5 separate regions of the Mus musculus genome follow, and all the other regions are linked to region 5. Evidence: chromatin contacts called from public ChIA-PET, HiChIP or PLAC-seq and promoter capture Hi-C data. All regions are on one chromosome and are shown on one strand. The core of a region is the stretch at or near the end of the contact, and the rest is flanking DNA. Distances in the headings are between cores, read along the strand shown. Region 1 overlaps Cyth1 (cytohesin 1). Region 2 overlaps Gm34418 (a long non-coding RNA gene). Region 3 overlaps Septin9 (septin 9). Region 4 overlaps Septin9 (septin 9). Region 5 holds the start of Tmc6 (transmembrane channel-like gene family 6).

Region 1 (2,781 bases), core at 167-2,666, 440 kb before region 5:
GGAGGACAGGGCTGTGAAGTCCTGATTTGCAGAGGATATGAATCAAAGGTACCCAAGGGATAAAGCTGTGAGATCCTGAGAAGTGGGGGTGTAAGGGTTCATGGGGGTCGAGGGAAAGGACTGGGGAGCAGAAGCTGTGGGGCCAACCTGTGGCCTGTGCTCAGAAGATGGAGTTCATATTTTTAACCTTCTCAGGCCTTGACTCTTCATGCCTCATTTGAAGTGCATCAGTAGGCCCTGGCACTACCTTAGACATAAATAGAGTAGGTATTTGAGCCTTTTATTGCTTAGCTGCCCATCTCTCATAGCAGCTTCTCAGGTCATATGGCATCTGCCCTGGTTACCCGCACCCAGGGTGGTATGTCACAAAGGAAGACAGGTGTCTCTGATCTGCCTAGAACGTGGACATTCATCTCACCCAGAACAGAAACTGCTGTCCTTGAAACAGCCCAAGGCCTCCAACAGCCCTCCAAAGGCCTCTGCCCTCTAACCCCCTCCTTATAGTCCTTCTAGCTCCCCACTGAGTCCCATACTCTTCAGACCCCCAGAGCACATGTCCAAGAGTGGCCCAGAGTCTGCCTCAGCCCACACAGGGGAAACACTATGTCCTTTTAGTCCTTGATGTCTCTGCAGTCCACATCCACTGTGCTCAGGGACCATTATTGGGGGAAATGGTAGAAAGGAAAGATTATAGGTTTGATTGTTTTTTAAAAAGATGTGTAAAACCGAAGGTAGAATTGGAGTTAAAAATAAGTTGCAGATTGCATTACATGTTTTAAATAGTCTGTTCAGTTCTACAAACCAGTAGGAAGGATGGCAGTCAGTAGGAAAACAACCCCCAAGGTGTGGACAGTAGCTCATGAACAGAAGTGCTCTCGTGCTTCTGGAAAGGCAGCCTTGATGGCAGTGAGGCCAGTGCAGAGATCAGTCCTGGGAATGTCCCCACCCGTCAGTGCAGTTCATTGTGGACCGGGCTGGACACATCAAACTCTAGGAATCCAGACACGTACTGTCCCACTGCCAGGAGATAAGAAACAGGAGTGACCTGTCCTTCCCGAGTCAAGATCATCTGGGAATCAGATCTAATGCCAGAGGTAGAGATGGGGTTTGGATCACTAGACGGGTTTTGAATGCAGCTGAGTGCATTGATACAGGATTCTTCAAGGGCAAAAGTTGAGGAAGACACTCTCCCCACAGAGGGTTTCAGGACAAGACAAGGCAGGCCACAGCAGCGAGGCACAGAGAGCAGACTTAGTGAAAGCCACCAGTACTGCCTAGATTTAACTGTCAACCCGACACAAGTACAGTCATCTGGGAAGGGAGTGAATTGAGAACTTGCTAGATCATACTGGCCTCTGGGCATGTCTGTGGGGATTCCTTGGTTGGCTGTTGATTGATGTAAGAGTTCATAGACCACTGTGAGCTCACCATTTCATGGGCTGGGCCCTAAAGCTAACTAAGACAAACTAAGTAAGCAGACGGCATGGGTATACTCATTTCTCTCAGTTTTTGACTGTGACTCACTGCTTAAAGCTCCTGCCTTGGTTGCCCTGCATTGAAGGACTGTGTCCTGGAATTTTAAGCCAAACAAACCCGTTCTCCCCAGAGTTGTATTTAACCAGGGCATTTGTCACATTAACAGAAATGAAACTAGGACACCACCCAGTGATGTCATGGTATTACTTGTATTGTTACCGACAGCTTGCTAAGGAGCCTCACAGTCCACTCCAGGAACACAGGGAAGCTTTTCTGGATCAAGCAAGTCTTCTTGTAAGAGAGTTGGGGAGAACTAGAGCTGAGTGCTGAGCATGTGCACAGGGCCCTGAGACTGGACCCTGCTTCAAAGTTACAGGCTGTGAGCAGTGAAAACACATGACACCCTTTATAGTGCCGGAGAAAATCAGGCTAGGGGATGGATCAACTGGTAAAGTGTCATATAAACATGACACTCTGAGTCCCATCCCCACTCCCCTGTAAAAGTCGGATGTGTAATTCCATTGCTGGAGGAGGTGGAGACAGGAGGGTTCCAGGGGCTTTCTGGCCAGCAAGTCTAGCTGAATGATCTCCAACTGAGAAACCCACTCCCAAAAATCAGGTGAAGAACTGGGCATGGTAGCACACACCCTTAGTGCCAGCACTTGGGAGGCAGAGGCAGGCAGATTTCTGTGAGTTCGAGGCCAGCCTAGTCTACAGAGTTAGTTCCAAGACAGCCAGAACTATGTAGAGAGATCCTGTCTCCAAGATAGATAGAGGAGAGAAAGGGGGGGGGGCAACTGAGGAAATACTTGATGCATATACCTGTGAATACACCTGTAAATACACACACTTGCAAATACACACAAAGTAAAAATGAAGTGTTTATAAACGGAATGCAAAAAGTTACTAACGTTGTAGTGTGTATACATATATGTGTGTGGCATGAAAGACACATATAATATAACGTACATTGCATGCAGAAGAAGCCAGACCAAACCCATACCACCCTCAGTGGTTGTCACTGGGCAGGATCAGATTGCCTGCTACTGTTCTCTACTTTCATCTGTGAATGTGTCTCATAAGCAGCATCAAAAATATGCAGAAAAGAACATCTTGATGTGCTGCATCAGAAACCAGGAAGGGGACACTACCCAGTGCAGTGTGCAGCTTCACTGTGGCCACCATCAGAAAGAATAGCCGGGGCTGATGTCCTCCAGAATCCTTGAGCAAGGCTGAGCAACCTGGCACAGTGTTCAGGGTGGCAGATGACCAGTTGGTAAACTCAGGCAATAGACCACTTTGAGC
Region 2 (2,700 bases), core at 200-2,699, 300 kb after region 5:
GCAGTGTGTGCTCGCCCAGCTCCGCAAGCCATGTGTTGTGGTTCCCTCTGTCTTATGTTAGGCAGTGTGCTGCATTTGCACTGTGCGGTTGGTTGTTACCAGTTCATTGTTAGTCTCTGCTCCCCAAAGTCCAAACAAGTGAGGCTCAGCCACCTGCCCCAATACATCCAACCCAGAGCCAAGCAGCGCCACCCTGGGGAAGCAGGTAAAAAACTTTCCATGACTCCAGATCCATCCAAGAGATGACTGCTTCTATGCTGGGGGTGGGGGGTGGGGGGTGGGGGGGTGGGGGGGTGGGGGGGTGGGGAAGGGGGTAGCCTCAGCTCCCACGGTTCTTAGTGACTATCATGGGTCAGCTGTCCTGTGGGGCTTCCTGTTGTCTGGGGCAGGTGTGGTCTCTTGTTGTAAAGATGTTTATTGGATGATCCGGATGTTTCAAGGAACCGCTGCACCTTGGAAGGAGAGAAGAGCCATGAAAGAGCAGAGCGACTCAGAGAGCAAGGAGATGGCGTCAGGCCAGCCACTGGCCTCAGGCAGCAACAGGGCCAAGCTCTACGGGGCTATGGGTCGGAGGGAGGCAGGAGCTCACCTCCAGCACCCACAGAGCCTTGGCAGCAGGAGAGAAGTTAGCTTGAGAAACGCACGGAATGGATGAAGAGAAGAAAGCTCGGTCCACTTAAGTGCATCGAACATAAATCGGAGGCTGGTTTCCAGCCCTCCATAGAGCTGGCCTGGGTCCCCCTCTTTGTGCCGCACTCACAGCCCTGAGCTGTAGTCTGCTCATCTTTAAGCCCAACAATCCCCGTGCTATCTCCCCAGCTTTTCAACCGCTGCAGCTCACGGCCCTGAACACATTTTGTGAAGGGCTAGAGCTGGACATATGCGAACAATTAAACTCCTCTAGATCCTCCACCCAGGAGCCAGGCCCTGAGACATGAAGTCATGCTTCTATTTTTCTCTCTTTCCTTGTGGAGAGGAGATTTGGGAAGGGTGGAGGGACCTGGCAAGAGGGAGAGCAAAGATGGCCGGAGCAGGAGAGCTGCCGGCTGGAGATTTGTTCTGGAAGCTGCAGATGGTTCCAGAAGGCGCTGGTTGCCCCCAAGGGTTCCCTCCTCTGGCCGCCACTGCTTTCCCTGATTCTTCCCATTGTTCTGAAGCCAGATGCAAGGACTCCTGTTCCAGGATACTGCCTCCCTCCCCCTCACAAGTTAGAAAGAAGCCTTGGGTGAGGGGCGCTGAGGGATTGCAGGCGGGGGAAGGGCTGCCCCTCTGCCAGGCACGCTGCGCTGCGGAATCACTGTTTTCTTTTCTTTCTTTTTTTTTTTTGAAGTCAAAACCACTCATGAGGCTTCCCCCTCCCCTACCCAGAGCCCCTCCATTATCCCTAGGCCATTTGGTGGTGGTTGCCATGGAGACCACAAGCAAAATGGCATGCAAATCAACACAGCAAGAACAACAGCAGAAGATGGGCCCAGGGAGTGAGGGCAGCTGGAAATGCCTCTACCCACAGCACCCCTAGAATAAAAGGCTCTGGATCCCTCAGGGTTTGAGGAGGTTCCCCATCAGCCATAGGACGGACGGAGGCTGAGTGGGTGTCCTGAGAGGATAACCAAGGAAAACTCAAAAAGCGATCTGCCTACTTCCTGGCCCAGTCTTTAGCATTAGCCATCAAATAGGGAGGGGCTCTAGGTCTGGCTTGGGGCCAGAAGGATGCTCAGGGCAGAGGCTTTCCTGGCCAGAAGATACCTGGCTCACAGCCATCCAGGGATGAACATGGCAGATCAGCCATCCCAAAGCCAGGTCCCTCGGGCTTGGCACAGGCGCTTTCTCTCCACCCATTTGGAAACCATCTCTGTTCAGACTCCTGGGGCCTCAAAGAGGCAAGGCAGCAGCTCAATTTTTTAAGAAGAAAAAAACCACAGCTCCCAAGAATCTAAATCTGTGAACTTGGGGCCTCTTGATTGAAATGAGAGTTGACTACGGAACTGGGGGTTTGGATGCCCTTTTCTGTATCCTAGAGGTTTCCCCACTGAGGTTGATCAAAGGCCCAGGAAATGGCCTGCGATAGGCTAGCGATCATGGTGCCGCCTCATGTTCCTGCTCAGAGGCAGTGGGGAGAGAGGGAAATGTTCTGCACGTGGCCTGGCTCCCTGGGTTAGGAGTGATGTGGAGGCTTCTTGGAGCAGTATCCCCAAAGCAGCAGTCAGTTCACACCAGGACCTCTCCCTGAGCTCCATCTCAGCTGCATGGTTTTCTGAGCACACACAGCCTGCAGAAGTGATAGGCTCAGGGCTGGGAAGGACCTGCCCCATTACTTCTGTAACTTTCTTCACCCAGAGCTCAACAGCCCACTGTGTTTTGAAGTGGAAACTTAAGGGTTCTTTGAAAAGTCAGTTGTGTTGGATGGTGTCTTGCTGGGGCAAACACACAAAGGAACATTTCGCCGAAGCAAACACAGGTGAAAGGATGTTCTGCTAAAGGAAGCATGTGAAAGGACACGTGATGAAGGATTCTTCACTTACGACATGCATGTATTGGTCCGTCTTACAGTGCATAGTTGAGCTCCATTTGTCAGGGCTCCATAGAGAGAAATGCACCAAAAAAACCTTCTAGTGGTGTGCTATGGCTTCTTGCTGCTTTCCGGGACACGGGCAGAGCGATGTCAACTGAGACAGACACACGGGCTGAGGCAAGACACTT
Region 3 (2,848 bases), core at 142-2,641, 430 kb after region 5:
ACTGGGGGTGTCTCTTCTCCCAGGTGGCCCACCCATACAGTCCCCAGGCAGGATAGGCAGGAAACAGGCTACGGCCGACAGCAAGTGCCCTCACCCTCACGCAAAGGCCAGATTTGGTTTGTAGGTCTGTGGACAGGCTAGGGGTTAAACTTGAAGACTTCAGCTTCCTTCAGTAGGTCAGGGTTAGAGCCTCCTGTGGCTGAGTGCATGCATGGTCAGAGCCCAAGCCTGGGGGATGATTCAGATGGAGACCGTAGGTGCTCACACCCTGCAGGGGTGTGCAAGGCTGGTTCCACCCGGTCTGGTTGAACAAAATGCTTACAGTATACCTAACTGTTATTCTGAGATAGCCTGCCAGTGCGGCTCTGAAACCCAGGCCGCTGTGGGGTGGTCGAGGTAGAGCTGATGCATTGCTGATAAGCCCTAGAGAGGCACCTCTTTCAGCCTCTATGGAAAATGTCAGCAGTCTCAACTTATGACCCCACAGCCCAGCCCCCCAAACACAGCCAGGACAGAGGGGTCACCAGTTGCTTCCCAGTTTCCTTTCCTTATGTCTGTTCCCACGCACGCTAACCTCAAAGAGGCTCAATGAATACTTGTGCCTTCTCCTCCCTCAGAGAGGAAGGGAACCGACCAAAGGTGCTGGGGGGGGGGGGCACCATTCCAAGTGAGCAGGGGCCAGGAAGCAGCAAAATGATGGGTCTGTAGCATAGGGGCTTTTTCAGGCTTTGGTTAAACTGTCTCTCCACGTCCGGGGAAACCACTAAACTCAAGCTGACTCGTCCCAGACGTCCTCAGCTCGCTCAACCCTGACCATCTCTGGCCTGGCAGCTTTTCTCTCCGTTTTACTAGCATGTCCAGCGGGAGCAAAGCCGGACACACTTCCTCTCAGCATCTTCTCAAGGCTTGAGTGGCAGAAAGGACAGGAGAAATGGCTTGCAAAGCTAGCTTCAGGAAGGAGATGTGGGGACCACCCCCACAGGCATCTAGTTTACTGGTCAGTAACTTCCTGTTCCTCGGCCTCCACAGGGTGCAGGCAACTCTACTTCTGGCATGTGGCGGGAGAGGGGTGGTGGGAGAGGGGAGGCAATTGAACAAGAGAATGCTTGTAAACACAGCAGGAGCTGCCACGGGGTCCAGACGCCCCCAAACAATGACACAGACAGTCCTAAGGGACAGTGCCTGCCATCAGGAGCATCCCCAACCCAGGTCAGTCCCCTCCACAAGGCTTCAAGAGTGTCTGTCAGCTCTCCACTCAGAAATACTCTCCTGTGTTTCGGGCATCTTTAAATAAACAAAGACCTTGTAACATCTGGCCCTAGAACCTGTGGCTTTGGGGCCCGCTTCCTGGAGAACGACACGGGGCCCTGCCTTGCCGTGCAGGGGTTCAGGCCTTGCGCACATGACTGAAAATTGCTTCCATCTGTTTATGAGTCTGAGACTCACTTTGCCCTCCCCCTACCTCTCTGCTCAACAGTGAAAGGAGGTGTGGCTGTCCCCCAACTCTCCCTAATCGCCCCCAGTCAAGGAAGGCACACCTCGGGCCCCAGGTGGCCCTTCTCCATGTATTAAGGTTCACAGCAGAAGCCCAAACCAAGCTAAACATCCAGCCTGCCAGAGGGCCTGCTTGAGAAATAATAAGAACACAGTAGAGCCCCATGCTCTCCAGGGGCTCTGGACATCTCTGGCCTACCCCTGTGACCCTTCCTCCTGGGAGGGCCTCCCCATCCACCTGCCTGCCCGGTTAGGAGGTAGACCCCTCCACCCAGAGTTGCCTGGGATCCCAGACCTGGAGCTCCAGGAGCGACCACAGGCCTTCCCAGAATCCACCATGGGGTTAGATGATCTCTGGCTTTTGCCTTATTTCATACAGAATAATTAACACCCTTAGAGCTAATCTTGAGAGCTTAGGCTAGCTCTCCCTCTCTCCCCCCTTCCCTGAGGCTCTCTCTTATATACAGTCTAGCTTCAGACTCAATGATCCCCCTGCCTCAGCCCTCTGAGTACTGGGATTACAGGCATACACCAACCATGCCTAGCAAGAGCATTCTTTCGATGGTTTGGGACATACATCCAGATGTGAGCCGTTCTATTTTTATTTCTGAGGAACCAGCCAAGTGCATCTGCCTGTGACTCCCGAGCTAATTCAGCAAAGATGCACGGTAAGAATCCATTTTAGCTCATCTCAGTCTTAGATACCTACGTGAGCCTGACACGTGTATCAGGCAGCCTGGCACTCCCACTTTACAGAGGGGACATGAGGTCTACACGCTGACTCTTTCCTGAAATGCCACTGGATGGTCACATGAGCAGAGGCAAGACCTTTTCTGGACTGCTCACTCCTGGAACACTAGGTCTTGGACATGAGTTCTGTGCTCTGACACCTGCCTACTGGTCAGGAGTGTGTTCCCTGACACCCTCCCTCCTCAGCCACCCAAGGCTGCAGCCTGCTCAGGGGCATCCTTGAGTCCTAGCCCAGCAAGAAGCAGAAATGACTACTCGAGAAAGCTAACCACCAGCAAGGCTGGAAACGCCTGCCAGTCATGAGAGCGTTGTCTCTGGGACTAGAGAACAGACACTCCCAAGTCATCCCGTGACCTCCACACCAGTGCTGTGGAGTAGGTACATGCACATACAGACACACACACACACACACACACACACACACACACACACACACAGAGAGAGAGAGAGAGAGAGAGAGAGAGAGAGAGAGAGCGCTAAGTTGTTCACAGCTGCATTAATAAGTGTAGCAAGTGAATCTGAGGGAACACAGCTCTCCCATAAGAAGGAAAGATTACGGATATGGCAGACAACAAATGAACCTTGAAATACATACTGAGCTAAA
Region 4 (2,700 bases), core at 95-2,594, 470 kb after region 5:
GCCCTTCCTCCTGTGCTTGGTCACATGGTGCAGGCCAGAGGGGCTCCAGGGGAGGAAAGGCCACCAGGAAGAGTTTGCTGAGGGACTGGGCTGGGGGGCCGGGGAAGAGCTCGCTTTGGCCCAGGCATGGACAGGCAGAGACGGACGTTCATGGGTGGCTATTCAGTATCACTGGTCACCCAGCCCTTTCTGACAGTGGGAATCTAGGCTGGCTCCTATCCTGACGGACAATTCCCACTTCCTCCTGGGCACTGAGCCGACCCTAACATCAGCCCTCCCTCAGCACCAGGGCTCCAGAAGGACCCAGATTTCCGCTGGCCCGAGCTTTAGCAAACCAGTGCCTGGAACAGCTCCGAAAAGCACTTTGTTTGACTTGTTTATTTAGAAACAAGAGTCTCACGTAGCCCAGGCTGACCTCAAACTCACTCTGGAGTCAAGCATCAGCCTGAGTTTCTGTCCTCCTGCTTACACTTCCCCAATGCTCAGACTACGGGCGGGCGGGGACCACCGCACTCAGTTTATACAGCGCTGGGGTCTGAGCCCAAGGGTCTTTTGCATGGGAGCAAGCATTCTACCAACCAAACCACACTCAGCCAGAAAACTCGCTGGTACAAAGTGGTTTCCAGCAACACCTCTCACCAGACTCTTCCCAGAGGCTTAGGAGGGAGGAAGACGCCAGCAACCCATTTTATAGACACATCAACTGAGTCATACAGAGACTTCCCAAAGCTAAGTGCTACAGAGTCAGCAGAAAACACAGCAGGCAGAGGATAGCTCTGATCCTGTATCAGGGTCGAAGACAGCCCTGGGAATATGGGGCGGGGCACAGAAGAAGGTTCTAAACAAAGCAGGAGGCACAGAGGAGTGAAGATCACCAGTGCAGTAATTGGCCTCACAGCACAGCAGCATCTGCGTGTCCAATTGGCGAATCCAAGTAAGGCCAACGGTCCCCTGTATCTCTGCCTCCTGCCAGCTCTCCCGAGGGACCACAGAAGTGAGGCTCTCACTTTATGGAGTATCCAGAGACCCCTCCTGTTGGGCCAAGGAGGCTAAGCAGAGGCCACCACCCCCTCATGCACTACGGAAACCACAGGTCTCTTCCTTCACCTGCCAGCTGAGGCTCGGAGGCAAACACTCTAAGCTGTGTGGCCTGGAGCCAGTGGTTCCCTCTCTCTGCGCCTCCTCTTCAACACTAACCCAGCACTTGGAACATGTAAGAACGAACACAGCAAGGATCCAGAATTAATGAACTATTAATGCGGCCGGGAGTTAAGAGGACAGCCTCCAGAGCTGTCCCTAAAATGGAAACAAATCTCTCGACTCCAAGCAGGGCAGAATGGAGCCAAGGGCAGCCTCCCGGGCCAGCTTCTCCTGGGCTGAGCCGGGCTCGGGCCCTCAGCCACCCTCCTGATGATGTCATGCTGGCACCTGCTTCTACAACACATGTTTGGACTTTCCAGCTTGTTTGCCCCTCCCCACCGACCTTCCCCCACTCTTTCTTACTCATTCTTTCCCTTCATTGCTGTTCAAAAAAAAATCTCAGAGGCCAAATGTGTCAGCTGGCTCCCTGGAAGAGTGTCTGTAGCCAGGATGAAGGGCTATGAGTGGCAGGAGAGTCTTGAGATGCAGAGACTGGGAGAACCTTGAGATGGGTTACCGGAAACAGCCAGGGTCCACCTGGATGCTCACACAGCCTCCCCGACACCGGTCCTCTATTTAGGGGCTATAATTCCTCTGTGTGCGTGAGTGAAGGCCAGAGAGTAATCTGACAGTCTGATGTGTCATTCCTCAGAGCACCATCAGGTAGTTTGTTTTTAAAGACAAAGATTGGCGTGGGGTTCACCACGTAGGCTGGGCTGGCCAGCCATTGAATCCCAAGGACCTGCTTGTGTCTGCCTCCCCGCCACCAGCATGCTTGACTTTCTACTTGGGTTCGAGGCATGATTCTTAGGTCCTCATGCTTGCTATTGAGGAATCCCACCATGTGTTCACCAGCCTAGCACAGAGGCTGCGTGCTGGTGCAAGACCGTCCTCCCGAGTGGTCCCCAGATGGGAGGCAGGAGAGGGACGAGTGGCCTGTTCCTGCTAACAGCTTGTTGGACATGTAGAATAACCTTTATTCTGGTTTTCCACCTGGCACTGGGCCAGAGGATAAGGGGAGGCTGGGAGGTAAGCAGGGCCAGGAGACAGGAGACCTCAGGGCACTTTCTCTGCAGACAGAGGCATCCCTGGAAACTGTTGGACAAGAGCTTTCCCCAGGAGACTGCATGCCAGCACAGAATCCAAAGCCACACAGAGGAAGCCAGGAGGGCAGATGACATCCTTATACTGTGGGCTGCAGGCAGGTGGCTGAAGTTCTCTGAGCCTTGACTCCCTGATCTGGAAGATGACTGGGGTCAGAGGTCAGTGCCCCTTTCCCAGGTCCAGCTTCATGGGCCTCACCATCCTACCCATCAGTGCCAGGCCCTATGTCAGGACAGACATTTTCTAAACTCTCCAGGCCTCTTTCTCTCACCGCAGCTTGGCCCACCTCAACCCCTCCACCCACAGCTCTGAGGGTTGCTCAGGGCCAGAACCTAGAAATGAAAAGACAAGGCCAGGAGTTCCCCTCCCAGTCCCCTGGGCCACATCGGCTGGCTGACCTCCCAGGAAGCAGGACACAGGCTACTGTCCTGGCTGCCCTGTCTGGCTCCAGGACAG
Region 5 (2,700 bases), core at 189-2,688:
CTGCTTTTCTGTGCTCCCACTCCTGCAAGCCCCCTTCCTGGCCGCCAGCCCTTAGGCGTGTCCTGGTGCGGGGACCCTTATCTGCGGTCCGCAGTCGCCCCAGAGAGCAGGCTAGTGATGGGTGGATGGTCTCAGCACTGGAGCTGCTGCCTCTCCGGATCCCTGGCGCTTTGTTCTTTGCTTTTTGTTCTATTTCAAGACAGGGTCTCACTGTGTAACTCTGATTGTCTTGGAATTCATCATGTAGAGCAGGCTGGCCTTGAACTCACAGAGACACTTGCCCAAGGCTGGGATTAAAGAAAGGCCTGTGTCACTATGACTGGCTGGCAGGTTATTTTTGAACTGACCGCCTTAAGGGCAGGCACTGCCCTCCCTGTTGCTATGCCCTGGCCAGGCTCTGGCACCAAGCCCAACCTAAGAGCTGAGGAAGCAGCTTCTTCAAGCACGTCACTCGTCATCCACTGACTAGACCTTTAGGAGTCATCTTGGCCAGTTCCCAGTTCTGGGAGCCCTAGCCTTTCCTCCCTGTTCACCTCTTTTAAAACCTTGTTGTCTCAGCTCTGGATTCTGAGTCTCCGCCTGTGTCCCTGCCCACAGGCTCTGTACTCCCAACAAGTTCACACAGGAAGGCGCCCCAGGAAATGGCTTTCAAATTGGGCCAAAGTCGTGCAAAATTCAGAGTAAGAGCAAGGAGTCAACTAGGGGCTGAGGAGGGCTGGGTCTGCAGACCAAGACTTCCGGTGCCAAGGCGCCGCTTGGTAAACCCACCCAGGCACGGAGAGACAGCTGCGAAGAAGCGTCGCCCTCCCCCCTCAGGCTTCATCTCCTTCCGGTATCCCACACGTTTCCTGGGGTCTGTTAACCTTCGTGTGTAGGAGGGGACTTGTTTTTCCCTTCTACTTCTCACGGTCACCGGTCACCCTGTCTGTAACTTGGGGGAAGCGGTTCTATGGAGCATCTTGGTGGCCAGGTTCCTTGCTCCAGCTGGTGACACCTGGAGGCTGGTGACACTTTCTCGGGTTCAATTTCCTCATCTGTGAAATAGAAAGGTCTTTGACTGTCTTGGCACAGCAGGAAGCAGTTTAACCCTAGCTTTAGAAACAGACACCACGCCCAGGGCGGAGCGGGCAGTAACTCGTTTGCTCAGCCTCTGATAAAGAACAGTTAACCAGGCTGGGAGGAGGCGATTACTCAATCCCGCGTGGGAAGGCTAGGGACTGGTAAGTGACCCCGGGACGTGGAAATGCCGTCCCTCTTTAGAAACTCAAGAGGAATATTAGTGACTCCACCTAGGGGTTGTATACATCCAAATAGTGGGTGGGACACGCCTACTTTACTCAGACTTGAGGGTGGAGTGCTGGGGTGGAGTCTGAGGCTGGCTTGCACAGGGCACTGTTTTGGATGGGCGGGTCCTACCGGTAGGCAGGAACGAGTCACGTGACCTTTGGGGCCCGGTGCCACGTGGGCGGGCGGTGAGGCTACCTCCAGCTGCCAGTCTGGAAACCATCAAAACTATGTACCCTTAATTACTGTGTGCTGATTCTCCTGCTGGTGGGGCTGAGACCTCGGTTCCCCGCGGCGGGTGCGCGCACAGGTGAGCCAATCTGGGGAGAATGGGGCTCCTCTACCCAGAGGGGCGCTGGGACCCTGGTGCTGGGGCGCAACTGCGGTGTAGGGGCGGTTGCTATCGCCAGGTAGTTGACAGCTTGGGTGCGGGTTTCTGGAAACTGCCGCTCCCGGCCTCTCCCCATCTGGCTCAGGGTGCAGGATGGTGCGCCCCGGAACAGCGCACACCTGGCTGGTCCCAGGAGGACCTGAAGATCAGGAACCCAGGCAGATCCGGAGCCCCGGCCCGTAGCCTCCGGAGCACCCAGACTACTGAGGAGAAGAGGTGTGGGCCCGCCCGGGGCCTTGAGCCTGAGAAGTACTGTGGCCAGGGAAAGGACCCTGGAACTAAAAGGGCACCACCTCTCCTGGCTGCTTTCCACCCGGGCGGTGCCACCTCCCGCCGGCTCCAGCCTGGCCTCTCCCTGCAGTGCTCCACTGCAGCGCAGGCGGGGGCGTGCCGGGTGCCAGTCCGGGTTGCGTGGGGCTCTTGGCCGTCGGGGGAGCTCCAGAAAACTTCCCTAGGCGAAGGCAGGGAGGACCGGCGGACATGGCGGGGCGGGGGCTTGCCTTCTGGAGGGCGATCTTGCAGGAGTCAAGTGATTGACTGCTCTTTCCGTCGCGCTTTCCCTCAGGGCCCTGGGCCAGGAGAACAATAAGCCCCTAACAACGATCTGGTTGTAACTGTGCCCGGTGACAGAGCTGGACAAAGGGTGCTTGTGTCAGCTCAGCTTCTCTCTCCAGCCTTCAGCTGAGTTGGGAATGTAGGGAGTCAGCCTCCGGAGGACGCGAGGAGTCCAGTGTGTGGACGCTGCCTCCGGTGCTGGGGGCAGGACTTTGCGGCTGCCTGGTCGCACTTCCTGCTGGTGAAAGCACATTGGGGTCATAGGGCGGGCACAGGGAAGTCCTCGGAGCCTTTCAGCCGCTGCTCTAAAAATGATGAAGCTCTAGGGCCCTCGCCTGGGAACAGACCAGAAACGGGTAGTGTTTACAGGCCTCTCCTTTTTCCCCCAGTACTAGCAACATCTAGGAAACCAATGGAGGAGCCGCGGCCTCACCCTTCCTTCCTGTTTTCGTCACTCCCCCACAGCCGGT

The links. Promoter capture Hi-C pulls out the DNA fragments that hold promoters and counts their contacts. ChIA-PET counts read pairs in DNA pulled down with a chosen protein or histone mark. HiChIP or PLAC-seq counts read pairs in DNA pulled down with a chosen protein or histone mark.
Region 1: a FOXA1 HiChIP or PLAC-seq map of pancreatic cancer cells shows a contact between it and region 5. The contact joins the enhancer-like site here to the promoter of Tmc6 in region 5. A contact is called at or near these places in 1 of 39 promoter capture datasets (embryonic stem cells), 1 of 484 Hi-C or Micro-C datasets (CD4 T cells), 1 of 115 datasets of contacts at active chromatin or transcription factors (pancreatic cancer cells) and 2 of 9 other capture datasets (embryonic stem cells and liver).
Region 2: a contact with region 5 is called in a promoter capture Hi-C map of embryonic stem cells, with 2.3 times the contacts expected there. The contact joins the enhancer-like site here to the promoter of Tmc6 in region 5. A contact is called at or near these places in 2 of 39 promoter capture datasets (embryonic stem cells and neural stem cells), 3 of 484 Hi-C or Micro-C datasets (the N1E-115 cell line and embryonic stem cells) and 7 of 115 datasets of contacts at active chromatin or transcription factors (double positive thymocytes, embryonic hindbrain, embryonic stem cells and 3 more).
Region 3: a contact with region 5 is called in an RNA polymerase II ChIA-PET map of memory CD8 T cells, with 22 read pairs. The contact joins the enhancer-like site here to the promoter of Tmc6 in region 5. A contact is called at or near these places in 4 of 39 promoter capture datasets (cranial neural crest, frontonasal cranial neural crest, neural stem cells and 1 more), 2 of 484 Hi-C or Micro-C datasets (B cells and pro-B cells), 14 of 115 datasets of contacts at active chromatin or transcription factors (the 230-238 cell line, double positive thymocytes, embryonic basal ganglia and 11 more) and 1 of 9 other capture datasets (liver).
Region 4: an HNF4G HiChIP or PLAC-seq map of pancreatic cancer cells shows a contact between it and region 5. The contact joins the enhancer-like site here to the promoter of Tmc6 in region 5. A contact is called at or near these places in 1 of 39 promoter capture datasets (embryonic stem cells), 5 of 484 Hi-C or Micro-C datasets (B cells, CD8 T cells, embryonic stem cells and 1 more), 6 of 115 datasets of contacts at active chromatin or transcription factors (embryonic basal ganglia, embryonic stem cells, large pre-B cells and 2 more) and 2 of 9 other capture datasets (embryonic stem cells and liver).

The regions. Positions count from the first base shown.
Region 1 is chr11:118,214,871-118,217,651 of GRCm38.p6, reverse strand. The region is part of intron 1 of Cyth1 (cytohesin 1); the gene reads left to right. Among named protein-coding and RNA genes, the nearest start is that of Cyth1, 32 kb to the left of the region's middle. Within about 2 kb of position 1,416, at least 91 of the 459 cell types and tissues checked have an H3K27ac peak or open chromatin away from gene starts, as enhancers often do. A contact at or near this core is called in pancreatic cancer cells, where this site is marked.
Region 2 is chr11:117,477,805-117,480,504 of GRCm38.p6, reverse strand. Gm34418 (a long non-coding RNA gene) reads left to right here. Exons shown (of 2, transcript XR_389180.4): 2 at 441-933. Among named protein-coding and RNA genes, the nearest start is that of Gm34418, 3.9 kb to the left of the region's middle. Within about 2 kb of position 1,449, at least 108 of the 459 cell types and tissues checked have an H3K27ac peak or open chromatin away from gene starts, as enhancers often do. A contact at or near this core is called in the N1E-115 cell line, embryonic stem cells, neural stem cells and 1 more, where this site is marked.
Region 3 is chr11:117,348,159-117,351,006 of GRCm38.p6, reverse strand. The region is part of intron 2 of Septin9 (septin 9); the gene reads right to left. Among named protein-coding and RNA genes, the nearest start is that of Gm51932, 14 kb to the right of the region's middle. Within about 2 kb of position 1,391, at least 127 of the 459 cell types and tissues checked have an H3K27ac peak or open chromatin away from gene starts, as enhancers often do. A contact at or near this core is called in the 230-238 cell line, B cells, double positive thymocytes and 2 more, where this site is marked.
Region 4 is chr11:117,310,010-117,312,709 of GRCm38.p6, reverse strand. The region is part of intron 2 of Septin9 (septin 9); the gene reads right to left. Among named protein-coding and RNA genes, the nearest start is that of Gm34065, 16 kb to the left of the region's middle. Within about 2 kb of position 1,344, at least 136 of the 459 cell types and tissues checked have an H3K27ac peak or open chromatin away from gene starts, as enhancers often do. A contact at or near this core is called in CD8 T cells, liver, memory CD8 T cells and 2 more, where this site is marked.
Region 5 is chr11:117,779,430-117,782,129 of GRCm38.p6, reverse strand. It overlaps Tmc6 (transmembrane channel-like gene family 6), which reads left to right and starts at 1,438. Exons shown (of 20, transcript NM_145439.3): 1 at 1,438-1,594. It also overlaps a transcript of Tmc8 not described here.